Regions from separate parts of the Pan troglodytes genome. Here region 1 is linked to region 2. A link is a contact called in public Hi-C data. All regions are on one chromosome and are shown on one strand. Each heading gives the region's core, a stretch centred on a gene start, on an enhancer-like site or on the middle of the called end of the contact. The rest is flanking DNA. Distances are from core to core; before and after follow the strand shown. Region 1 holds the start of DACH2 (dachshund family transcription factor 2). Region 2 has its middle 240 kb from the start of POF1B.

Evidence for each region. Hi-C and Micro-C count contacts between places; a contact is called where the count stands out from the background.
Region 1: a contact with region 2 is called in a Hi-C map of induced pluripotent stem cells, with 1.7 times the contacts expected there. The contact joins the promoter of DACH2 here to the enhancer-like site in region 2. A contact is called at or near these places in 1 of 7 Hi-C or Micro-C datasets (induced pluripotent stem cells) and 1 of 1 datasets of contacts at active chromatin or transcription factors (stem cell-derived excitatory neurons).

What each region holds. Positions count from the first base shown.
Region 1 is chrX:83,813,459-83,819,587 of NHGRI_mPanTro3-v2.0_pri, reverse strand. It overlaps DACH2 (dachshund family transcription factor 2), which reads right to left and starts at 2,443. Exons shown (of 12, transcript XM_016943980.2): 1 at 1,786-2,443. The coding sequence starts at 2,273.
Region 2 is chrX:83,280,842-83,286,737 of NHGRI_mPanTro3-v2.0_pri, reverse strand. No RefSeq gene overlaps it. Among named protein-coding and RNA genes, the nearest start is that of POF1B, 240 kb to the right of the region's middle. Within about 2 kb of position 2,592, at least 2 of the 24 cell types and tissues checked have an H3K27ac peak or open chromatin away from gene starts, as enhancers often do. A contact at or near this core is called in induced pluripotent stem cells, where this site is marked.

The DNA of each region.
Region 1 (6,129 bases), core at 1,194-3,693, 530 kb before region 2:
TAAAGAGAGAGAGTTAATAAGAGAATAGGTTTTCATGTCTGCAATTATTTAAATGTTTGAGTGTTTTTGGATGGCAACAAATGAATTAGATGGCCACTATCTGAAGTCCCTTGTAACCTTTTTAGTTTGTGTACTAATAAAATGCTTTGTAGTCGAAATAAAATTGTCTTTTTACTCTTACAATCCATAATTGCCTGTTTTATTGAGGGAGCTGTTATCCTTTGTGTTTTCAGGCCATCTATCTTCCTTAAGAAAAGCTGATATAATAAACCAGCTTTGTAAGCCCTAAATATGAATCAGGTAGGAGTTCTCACATAAATAGTTTTCTGTTTAATTGCTTGAACACAGAAAAACACTGCTCAATTGAAGAAAAGAAAGAAGAAGGAAAAAGCTTCCCTTGTAAGTTCTGCAGCATTATCTTATTGCAGCAGTAAGCAACAGTTTGCCTACAAGTTGTCAGTATCATTCAACTATACATGGCAATTTGGATTTTACAACAGATGTGGCAAACTGTTACAGTTTTAGTTCACAGACCCAGAGATTTTATGATTAAAAGTTCATTTTGAGAAAGTTGTTGGTTTTTAATTTTATTTTTGCAAAATAATAAGCAGCAGTGCTGTTTTACAACAAAATCCTTTGCTCCTTTTAACCACGTGATGGTGATTTTTGTGCCAAATCTGTGCTTTCCTGAGATGTTACCAAACTGGAGATGGAATAAACACTAGAAGACTAATTCACAGGCGTTTAAAAAGTCAGATAATCTTGAGTATACTTTTTTTCTTTTTAAACTCAGAAACATTGAACACAATTTGCTTCTCATATACAAATGGACATTTATTCACTAGTGTACTTCTAAACTGTGATATGAAGGAGGTACACTTACAACCAGGGAAGCTGGCCATCATCATTTAAGGAATTCTGTCTTTAAGGGAATGGGATCCTTCCAACTGTTTGCCTGGAAGAGCTGAGAGCATCCTCTCTAGAAATCTGCCAACTTGTACACCAACCTCCAATCCAGTCCCAGCCACAGGGATTCATGCCCCACATTGCCCTCTGCAGATAACCCAAAATGGACGATCCCAGGAAAGTGATATTTGTCGTCGTCCTTTTGTAAAAATAGTATCCATCGACTTTCCTGTATCGTGTACTGGGGAGCTTTGCGCAGCAAGCATGAGCATACGTTCTCACGCGCACTTGCACACATACACACCAACACCACCACAAACAACAACACCACACACCCCACACATTCTCACAACAAACACACGGGATGGGGATCGAATCACCCTCTGGGATGGATTCTAGACTTCCCACCCCCTGCATGCCCCAAATGCTGTGTTCTGGCTTGCCAGCTTAGGAGCCCAGTTTACAGCTCAGCCAGCCCCCAGAGAAAGCCCTTGGTATCCGTGTTCAGAAGAAAACCTATCCGACCCGTGCGGCCACAAAAGAGCAGAAAGAAAACCAAATAGAGAAATTAACAAATAACCACGAACAGCCAAAAGCCATGCAAGATATGGGCAAAAGGCTGGAAAGTTTCAATAGAGGACTGCAAACTCAAGTTTGCGGGACTTTTTTAGACCCAAGCCCTTGCACTGAGCGTGGACTAGAAGGCACCAGCATTAATGAAAGCTTCTAGTCCTCTTTCCCCACCGATTTACAGCGTGAAGAATAGAGGCAAACTAGTTAAGACTCACTCTACAAACAAAGTTGGATGAGGGTGGTGAGGCATGCAGAAGAGGCCAAAGGGGTAAAAGAAGTGGGAGAGCCAAGAAACGAGTGTCTCACCTGGCATTGGTGCAATCGGTGAACAAAGTTTCGAAGTCTTTCCTGGTGATGAGTTTGCAGCGGTTTACCCCGGGCTGGATGGCCCCCAGCCCGCGGAGGATCCGGACCTGCTCAACAGTACACACCACGGGGGATATATCCAGTCTCTTCAGCTTGGTGTACACAGTGTGCAAGCCTCCCACCAGGTGCTTGAGAAAAAGATCAAAGACTTGCGGCAGGCAGATCAGTTCCTGGCCGTCCATCAGGAACGAAGCCACCTTCATCCCGTGCATGTCGACCATGCGGCACTCGTTGGTGTTGGTGTTGCCGCTGCCGCCGCCTCCGGCACTGTTGCTGTGGTTATTAACCATGAAACTACTGATCATATTAGGAGTAAGACGAGGGGGCTCTCTGGGAGTCGAGTACAGGGGTTCGGCCCGGAATAAGCCCCCCGGGACGCCGGCGCCGCTGGAAGTTGCAGAGATCACTGGAGATGCGGAGACAGCCATGGTCACTCTGTCTCTATCGTGGGTCCTCCGGCCCTCGCTTTCTCGCCCTGACTCCTCTAGATCCCCTCGCACTCACTCCCTCACTCTCGCTCTCTCTGGCGCGCTCTCGCTGGCTCCGAACTGTTCGCAAGTCTTCAGCAGCCGGCTCACGCTCAAGCTCAACAAACAGTGAGCAGCCCGGACCCGCTGCGGCCCCAGACCCCACCCCCACCACACCCCCTCCGGAGACTGGCAGCGTCCCACAGCCAATGGGCCCCACCCCTTCTGCGCCCGAGCGCTCCGAATGGCTGCCGCTGGCGAGGAGGTGGAGACTCCCTGGCCGGCGTCCGACTACCTGAGTGGGTTCAGGCTCGACCGAGAACAGAGATCCAGTCCGAGAAGGGGGCGGTGTGGTGCCTCTGCTTCTTGCCTCTCTGCCAGACGAGAGAACTCCCAAATGTCACGCAGAGTTCTCAAAGTGGCCTATGCTGTGAACCCATCCGCTCCGCGCTCCGCTGGTGTCGGGGTGGAAACGCAAAGCGCGACTCCTGAACGTGCCTCCCCATGCCCCTTCCGCCACCTTACACCGGGTTAGATCGTGGAAAGTGAGGTGGCAGCTCCGATTCCACTTGCGCATCTCTCCCAAACTCTGCGGGGGCTAATAGATGGCTTCGCCTAGCTTCCGGGAGAAAGACGCTGGCGAGTTCAGAAGTAAACAGCTCAGCCCTTTAGCCCACCTAAGCGCGCTTGGTGTAAATTTTCCCCTACCCAGCGCGCAGAGGAACAAGCGTCCGAGATCATACTCAGATCAGAGTCCTGGTTGCTAACTCGCACTGACATTCAGGAAGCGTAGTGAGCCTGTGAACACTTTGGGAAACAGAGAGACTTGCTTTGTGGGTGGCAGATGGACGCCTCATTTTATGGCACTTCCGCCACTGTCCTGGAACAGACTTGTCTGTGTCCCCGTCCCTTAGTGTCGAGATTGCCCTGGCCCTACTCCCCGCTAAAATTGATAGGAAATGTTTGTTTAGGACTCAAAACAGTCATCACGGAATATGAGGAAAGGGCGAGGGTTTGCATTCTTGAACGTGCATTTTCCTTCCTCTTCCATTGGCTTTGAAGGTCCAGTGATTAGAGCTCCAGTCCTAAACAAGATTCCACTTCCCCCACTCATCAAGTGTCCCAAACGTACTAAGAGCTTATAGAACAAAATGTCTAAGCAGGGTACATTCCAGGGAAAAGGAATGGTCTTTTCCACACAGCATATGGTGGTTAGATCGCCTTAGCAAAGTTGTTTTTGTTTGTTTTGAGACAGATTCTCACTCTGTCGCCCAGACTAGAGTGCAGTGGCACAATCTCGGCTCACTGCAGCCTCCGCCTCCGGGGATCAAGCGATTCTCCTGCCTCGGCCGAGTAACTGGGACAACAGGTGCGCGCCACCATGCCTGGCTAATTTATGTATACATATACATATATATACACACACATATACATATATATACATATATATATATACACATATACATATATATACATATATATACTTTTTTTTTTTTTTGTAGAGACAGGGTTTCACCATATTGGCCAGGCTGGTCTCGAACTCCTGACCTCGTGATCTGCCCTCCTCGGCCTCCCAAAGTTCTGGGATTACAGGCGTGAGCCACCGCTCCTGGCCTAGCAAAGTTGTTTTAAGACTCCTTGTCAAGCTATTCATTCTCTAAAACCAAGATATTTCCTTTCCTGTGCTCCTCTTCTCTAGAGGCTGTTAGTTATTCATAAAGTGAAATCCAGGTTTCGTTTCTTTACAAAACGTTACCAACTACATGGCTTATGGTAACTTCTCTGATATTCTTCTAAAATATAAATAATGTTGGAAACTTACTGAATTTTATTCAGCCCTAGTTGTACTTAGCAGGATCAACGAGAAATGTGTGGGTTCTTTTTGCTCCCTTATTTAGTTACAGATACCCTAAATTGGATTTTTCTGCCTCTTTCTACAACATATTTTCTTCTTTTCTCATTTCTTCAACCAGGTTTAAGAACTGCCCTTTGAATCTCTTCATACTGTTTCAATTTCAAATTGTACAGGGTTAAAATGCTAAGAAGTTGTGATGATCATTGCTTTCAAAATGCAGTGATATGACTCTAACATAATAGATTGGGATATAGGCAGCCACGAGACATTTTTAAAAGGCATCAAAATGTTTTTGCTACATCGATACTGTTGTGGGAAGAAAGTAATAAGGGGCAAAAAAAGGACAATTGAGAAGAAATAGCAGAGGCAGAAAACGCCTCAACCAAAAGTAGAAGTATCAAAAAAGAATAAAACAGCACTGACAGAAATGTTTGTATTTACCAGTTTTTAGAAAGAGAAATCCCAAATTGTATTCAACAGGTGTTTTGACTGAAATGGCTGTTAAACTATCTGTTGAAATAGCTTGCCTCTGATAACTTATTGTGATTGAAATTTCCAGGTGAATAAGTTTGGCTGTAAAGGATGTTTTTTTTTCAAATGGCTCTAATTACGTTAAAAATCCTAAGGCCAAGCTACCCCTTGTATGTAGCTGTGCCCACATTATCAAGGCCTTTTTATTTGCAGAGCAATTTGGGGTTTTCAGCAATAAAACATTGCACAGATATTTTGATGTTTCAAATTTAAGAAATCTGAAATATAAAAAAAGGCAGATTATTCATTCATGCTGTAATCAGTAATTGTGAAATTGAAGAACAGACATACTTTGACAACTTTAGAAAAGGCACAAATTAAGTCATGTGTTTAATGAGATGTATCAGGTTTACAGTAATATTTTAATTATTACTAGAGATTACGGTTCTATTTCTAGCAGAAATACTAGAGACTCAAATTGGCCATTGATCATTGAAAGGTTAAAGTTCTTTGGAAGCTTTCAACACGCAAAACACCCTCGGTTTCATTATTTGAATTCCTTCTCATTGCAGTCTTCTAGATAAACTTGGTAGCGTTCTTAAGTAACACATGCAATTTAAACATTTAGTCGTTTAGATCTAAGAGAGCAGGTTTTGTCTCCTTTTTTCTTGACTTTTTGATTATTCTATTTTTTATCACTACTATTTCTACTATTACTATCAGTGCTTTGAGATTGAGACAATCAATTTTACACAGAGGGTTTGTTTTTGTCCCTTTCTGATTTTAATGTCTTCCATAAGCCAAACATACTTCTAAACAGGGCTAGGTTTCTACAAGACCAGAGGAAGCCTTTCACATCAACACCCTGTAAGTTTGGAATTGCTTGATGCAATATAAAATCATAAAAAGGTGGCAGTAAACAGAGTACCCTTGGGAGATGACTCTCTATGGAGAGAGGCACTGCATTAAAACTAAGAAAATACTCAAGGTTTGTGAATTAATACAAGACAGGAGCCAACCACCGCAACAAATAACGACAAAATTAGTATAAGCAGGTACCATATCTCATCAGAAGAAGTTCTAATTCCAGTGGAATGATTTGGGGCCTAAGTGTAGTTTCCCATACACTGAAATGCTGTAAACTTCCATGACTTAATTAACAATTTACATTTTATCTTAATTCATACTCAGTTTGGAGGGGAGGGTGCTCATCTGTGATTTTAGGCAAAATATTCTACTTTGACACTGTCAGTAAAATGCAAGTACCATTTTAACTAAAAATTAAAAATACATATATTGGCAAGCTTATGCAGCACTGCAAAATATCCAGAACTATTTGAAGGGACTGGTTTTCAGATCAGGCATTCAAGTAAATCCCAAGGTAATAAATGGAATTATTTGAAACCCTCAGCCAACTGAAGTTACAACCTCGAATGTGGCGGCTAATCACAACCTCCCAGGAGACCTCTAAGGTTCACTTTTAAGTAAACA
Region 2 (5,896 bases), core at 1,343-3,842:
GCCTGCTCTAGCCTCAGCAACGGTGGACGCCCCTCACCCCACCAAGCTCGAGCATCCCAGGTAGAGCTCAGATTGCTGCTGTGCTGGCAGCAAGGATTTCAAGCCAGTGGATCTTAGCTTGCTGGGCTCTGTGGGGGTGGGACCCACAGAGCCAGACTACTTGGCTCCCTGGTTTCAGCCTCCTTTTCAGGGGAGTGAATGGTTCTGCCTCGCTGGCATTCCAGACCCCACTGGGTTATGGAAAAAAAACTCCTGCTGCTAGCTTGGTGTCTGCCCAAACAGCCACCCAGTTTTGTGCTAGAAACCCAGGGCCCTGGTGTCGTGGGCACCAGAAGGAATCTCCTGGTCTGTGGGTTGTGAAGACTGTGGGCAAATCACAGTATCTGGGCTGGGGTGCACAGTACAGTCCCTAATGGCTTCCCTTGGCTCAGAGATGGAGTTCCTCGACCCCTTATGCTTCCCAGGTGAGGTGATGCCCCACCCTGCTTCGGCTCGCCTTCCTTGGGCTATATCCACTGTCCAACCAGTCCCAATGAGATGAAGTGGGTACCTCAGTTGGAAATGCAGAAATCACTCCCCTTCTGCATCAGTCTCACTGGGAGCTACACACCGGAGCTGTTCCTATTCAGCCATCTTGCCAGCAACCTGGCCTGAAGTTTTATTTTTTTGTCGTGTCTTTTGCTTTATAGTGTGGGTATACTATGTACTTAAGTCTATTTCTGTGGTGCCAGATAACGATCTTTTGTTTCCATGTTTAGCAATCCCTTAAGAACCTCTTGTAAGGCAGGCCTGGTGGTAATGAATTCCCTTAGCATTTGCTTGTCTGAAAAGGATACTGTTTCTTCCTGGCTTCTGAAACTTAGTTTGGCTGGATATGAAATTCTTGATTGGCATTTCTTTTCTTGAACGATGCTGAATGTATGCTCCTAATCTCTTCTGGCTTGTAGGGTTTCTGCTGAAATGTCTACTGTTAGCCTAATGGAGTTCCCTTTGTATGCGACCTGCCCTTTCTCTCTAGCTGCCTTTAATATTTTTTATTTCATGTTGACCTTGGAAAATCTGATGACTATGTGTCTTGGGGATGGTCATCTTGCAAAGTATCTCACAGGAGTTCTTTGAATTCCTTGAATTTGTATGTCGACCTCTCTAGCAAGGTTGGGGAAATTTTTGTGAACAGTATAACTCAAGAATATTTTCCAAGTGGCTTGCTCTCTCTACTTCTCTTTCAGGGATGCCAATAAGTCATATATATGCTGTCTTTACATAATCTCGTATTTCACAGAGGCTTTGTTCATTTTTTTAAAAATATTTATTTTTGTCTTACTAATTCAAAGAACCAGTCCTCAAGCTCTGAGATTCTTTTCTCAGCCTTGTCTATTCAGCTGTTAATATTTCCGCGTAGTGAACTATTCATCTCTATCAGCTTGGTTTGGTTCTTTCTTAAAATGGCCATTTCAGCTTTCACTTCTTGAATTGTTTTACTAGATTCCCTAGAATGAGTTACAACTTTCTCCTGCATCTCAATAATCTTCCTTGCCACCTAAATTCTGAATTCTGTCTTTCACTTCAGCCATTTTATTCTCATTAGGATACATTGCTGGGGAGGTAGTGTGGTCATTAGGAGGTAAGGAGATTCTCTGGCGTTTACAGTTTCTAGAATTTTTGCACTGGTGCTTTCTCATATATGTGGGCTGATTTTCCTTTAACTGTGGTGTAATTTGAGTATAGTCAATTGACTTTATTTCTGGATGTTTTCAGAGGGCTTTGGCTTTGTGTGAGGTCATTATTTGTGGCTTAATTCTTGTCCTTGGCTTCACAGGGCGTTATATTAAGAAAGTATTTTTGGTGTTGAAGTTTGGGGTGTGATCCAGTAGATGACACTTAAGCATAATGGCTGCCAGGCAGACTTGCTGAGCCATGTCGCTCCTCTGTATTTCCTCACAATTACAGCTGTGCTCCCTCTCAGTACTCTGAGAGTGTGGGCTCTTCTCCCACTCAAATGTTGGCTGCAGATCATGGCTTGGCACTCCTGAGCTGCACACTGCAGCCTTAGGTTGTGCTCAGGCTTTATGTTACCACCCACACTTGGGAGCAGCAGGGGCAGAAACCTTGGCAATGACAATGGCAGATGGCCTTTTATTTGTTTCTTGGTGATCTACCCAAGAGAAATACAGAGCCATGGCCAATCACAATGATCATCCCAGGGTGGGGCAGCTGTATTGCTGGCCCAAGCTGGGGGATGGGGGAGACCTTGCCTGGTGACTAGCAGGGAGCAGGGGGCAGGCTTACAAAGAGACAGACTGGCCTCTTTTCCTTAGGGTGGCTGTAGCATGTTGGAGGTGTGAATAAAGAAACCAGGCTATTCTTTCCCAAATCTGAGGGCAACAAGGACAGTACCACTGCAGTGGCAGTGGCAGAGGCAGAGGAGTTTCAGTTGCTTCTGGGAACTCTACCAAACAGAAATGCAAAGTTGCTGCCAATGAGAATTTTCAGCTGGGGGATGGGGAAGCTGCACTGTGGGCCCAAGCCTGAGGCCCTGCCTGATAATGAGTAGGGGGTCAGGGACTCACAGGGCAGAGAGGATGAGTGAGCTCACCTCTGTGGCATGCTGGAGGTGTGAGTAAGGCACTCAGGCTCCTTGTTCCTTCTTCAGTCTGAGTACAGCAAAGGCAGTACCACTGCAGTGGTAGTGTCAGAGGGGTTGTCAGTTGCCTCTGGAAGCTCCACTACAGGGAAACACAGAGCCACTGCCAGTAGGAATGTTTAGCTGAGAGTGGGGCAGCTGCTCTGTGAGTCTGAACCAGGAGCTCTGCCTGTTGATGTGTAGGGGGTGGGGACCACAGAGAAGAAAAATGGAGATACTCTCCATGGGAGGTTGTGGCATGCTGGATGTGCCAGAAAAACAACCAGACCCTTTGTTTCTTTCCCAGGCCAATAGCAGTAAAGGTGGTACTGCTGCGGCTGCAATGGCAGAGGGGCTATGGGTTGTCTCTGGTATTTCATTTTCATAGAAATGCAGAGATCCCACCAACAGAAATGTTCAGGTGGGGACAGGGCAGTTGTGCTGGGGGCCCAGGTAGAGAGGTCATGCCCAGTGAGGAATAAAAAAGGCAGGAACCCATATGGAAAGCAGTCTGGCAACTTTTCCATAGGGCAGCTGTACTGTGCTGGAGGCCTACAGTAGTCCTAAGCTCTTCGCTCCCTCCTGAGCCTAATGGAAGCAGGGATGGGGGCTATGGAGTGGTAGCCTGCTTGCTACCTCTGGGATCTCTGTCCCAGGGAAATGCAGAGCTTATACTGGCTCAAGAGCTCAAGTGGGGGCGAGGTGTCTGGGCTCCCAGGCCAGGAGGTCCCCACCCAGTGAGAAGTAGTGGAGGCAGGGACCCATGTGGAAAATAGTCTGATTACTTTTCCATAAGGCAGGTACACTGTGCTGGAGGCCCATGATTGTCCCTAAGCTCCTCACTTCCTCCTAAGCCTGAGGTCAGCAGGAGTGGGGGCTGCCTGAGAAAAGAATTTAAAACATGCACAAAGTCTTTGTGCAATATGGGATTATGTAAAGTGACAAAACCTATGAATTATTTACATTCCTGAAAGAGAAGGAGAAAAGGTAAACAAATTGGAAAACATATTTGAGGAAATAATTCAAGAACATTTTCCTAATCTTTCCAGGGTGATAGACATCCAGATATAAGAAATACAGAGAACCCCTTTGAGATATTATAAAAATCTATTATCACCAAGACATATAGTCAGTATACTGTCTAAGGTCAATGCCAAAGACAAAATCTTAAAGGCAGCTAGAGAAAAAGGTCAGATCACATACAAAGGGAATCTGAAAAGGTGAACAGAGGATGATTCAGCAGAAAACTTACAAGCTAGAAGAGATTGTGGGCCTATTTTCCGCATTCTTAAAAAGAAGAAATTTCAACCCAGAATTTAATATCCTTCCAAACTAAGCTGCATGAGCAAAGGATAAAGAAAACCTGCTCTAGACAAGCAAGCGCTAAGGGAATTTGTTGCCATTAATCCAGCCTTACAAAAGACCCTTAAGGGAGTTCTAACATGGAATTGAAAGAAAGATCCCTGCTACTACAAAAGCACACTTATGTACCTAGCCCACAGACCCTATAAAGCAACCACTAATAGGAATCCAAAGCAATCATCTAGCAACTTCATGATAGGATGAAAACCTCACATATCAGTAATAACCCATATTGTAAAGAGTCTAAATGACCCAGTTAAAAGACACAGGGGTAAATTGGACAAAAAAACAAGACTTATTTGTCTATTATCATCAACAGACTCATCTCACGAGTTACCACACCCATAAGGTCAAACTAAAGAGATGGAAAAAGATCTATCATGCAAACCAAAAACAAAAAGAAGCAAGAGTTTCCACTCTTATATAAGATAAGGTATAAATACAGCCAACATTTGGTCACCCAGATTCATAAAACAAGTACTTCTACACCTACAAAACACTCAGACAATCAAGAGGGTAAAACAATAATAGTGGGGGCTTCAACACTCCACTGATAGGGTAGCACAGATTGTTGAGGCAGAAAACTACCAAAAATTTCTGGACAAAACTATGACACTTGACCAATTGGACATAATAGACAGCTACAGAGTACACCACCCATCAACCACAGAATATACATTTTTCCCATCTGCACACAGAACATACTCCAAGATCAACCACATGCTCAGCCATAAAGGAAGTCTAAAAAATTAAAAAAATATATTAAATCATACCAACTATATTATCAGTCTGCAGTGGAATAAAAATAGAATTCAGTTCCAAAAATATCTCTCAAAACCCCACAATTACATAGAAATTAAGCAACTTGCTGCTGAATGACTTTTGGGTAAACAATAAAATTAAGGCAGAAATAAAAAAATCTTTAAAAAAATGAAAACAGAGACACAACATACCAAAATCTCTGAAAGTCAGCAAAAGCATGTTAAGGTGAAAGTTTATAGTGTAAAAGCCTACCTAAAGAAGTTGGATAAGTCTCAAATTAACCGTTAACCATCTAACATCCCACCTAGAGGAACAACAACAAACAAAAACCTGATTTCAAAGCTAGCAGAAAATGTTAGAAATATTTCAAGTTAACAGCCTAATGTGACATCAAAAAGAACTAGAGAACCAAGACAAAACAAACACCAAAGCTAGCAGAACACAAGAAATAACCAAAATCAGAGCTGAACTGAAGGAGATAGAGACCCACACAAAAAACTATTGAAAATTTGAAGAAATCCAGGAGCTGGCATTTTGAGAAAATTTATAAAATAGATAGACTGTAGTTAGGCTAATAAAAAAGAGAGAAGATTCAAATAAGCACAATCAGAAATGATAAAACAGATATTACCACTGACACACAAAAAATACAATCATGAGAGAATATTATAAACACTTCTATGCACATAAACTAGAAAATCTACAAGATATTGATAAACCTGGACAAATATACCCTTCCAAGACTGAACCAGGAAAAAATTGAATCCCTGACCAGACCAGTTCTGAAATTTATGCGGTGATAAATAGCTTACCAATGAACAAAAGCCTAGGACCAGACAGAGTCACAGCTGAATTCTACCATACGTAGAGAGAAGAGACGGCACCATTCTTACTGAAACTATTCCAAAAAATTGAAAAGCAGGGACTCCTCCCTAACCTGGCAGAGATACAACAGAAAAGAAAATCTCCAAGCCAATATCACTGATGAACATTGATGCAAAAATCCTCAACAAAATACTGGCAAATTGAATCCAGCCACACATCAAAAAGCTTATCCACCATGATAAAGTAGGCTTCATTCTTGAGATGCAAGGTTCATTCAACATACACAAATCAATAAATGTGATTCATCACATAAACAGAACTAAA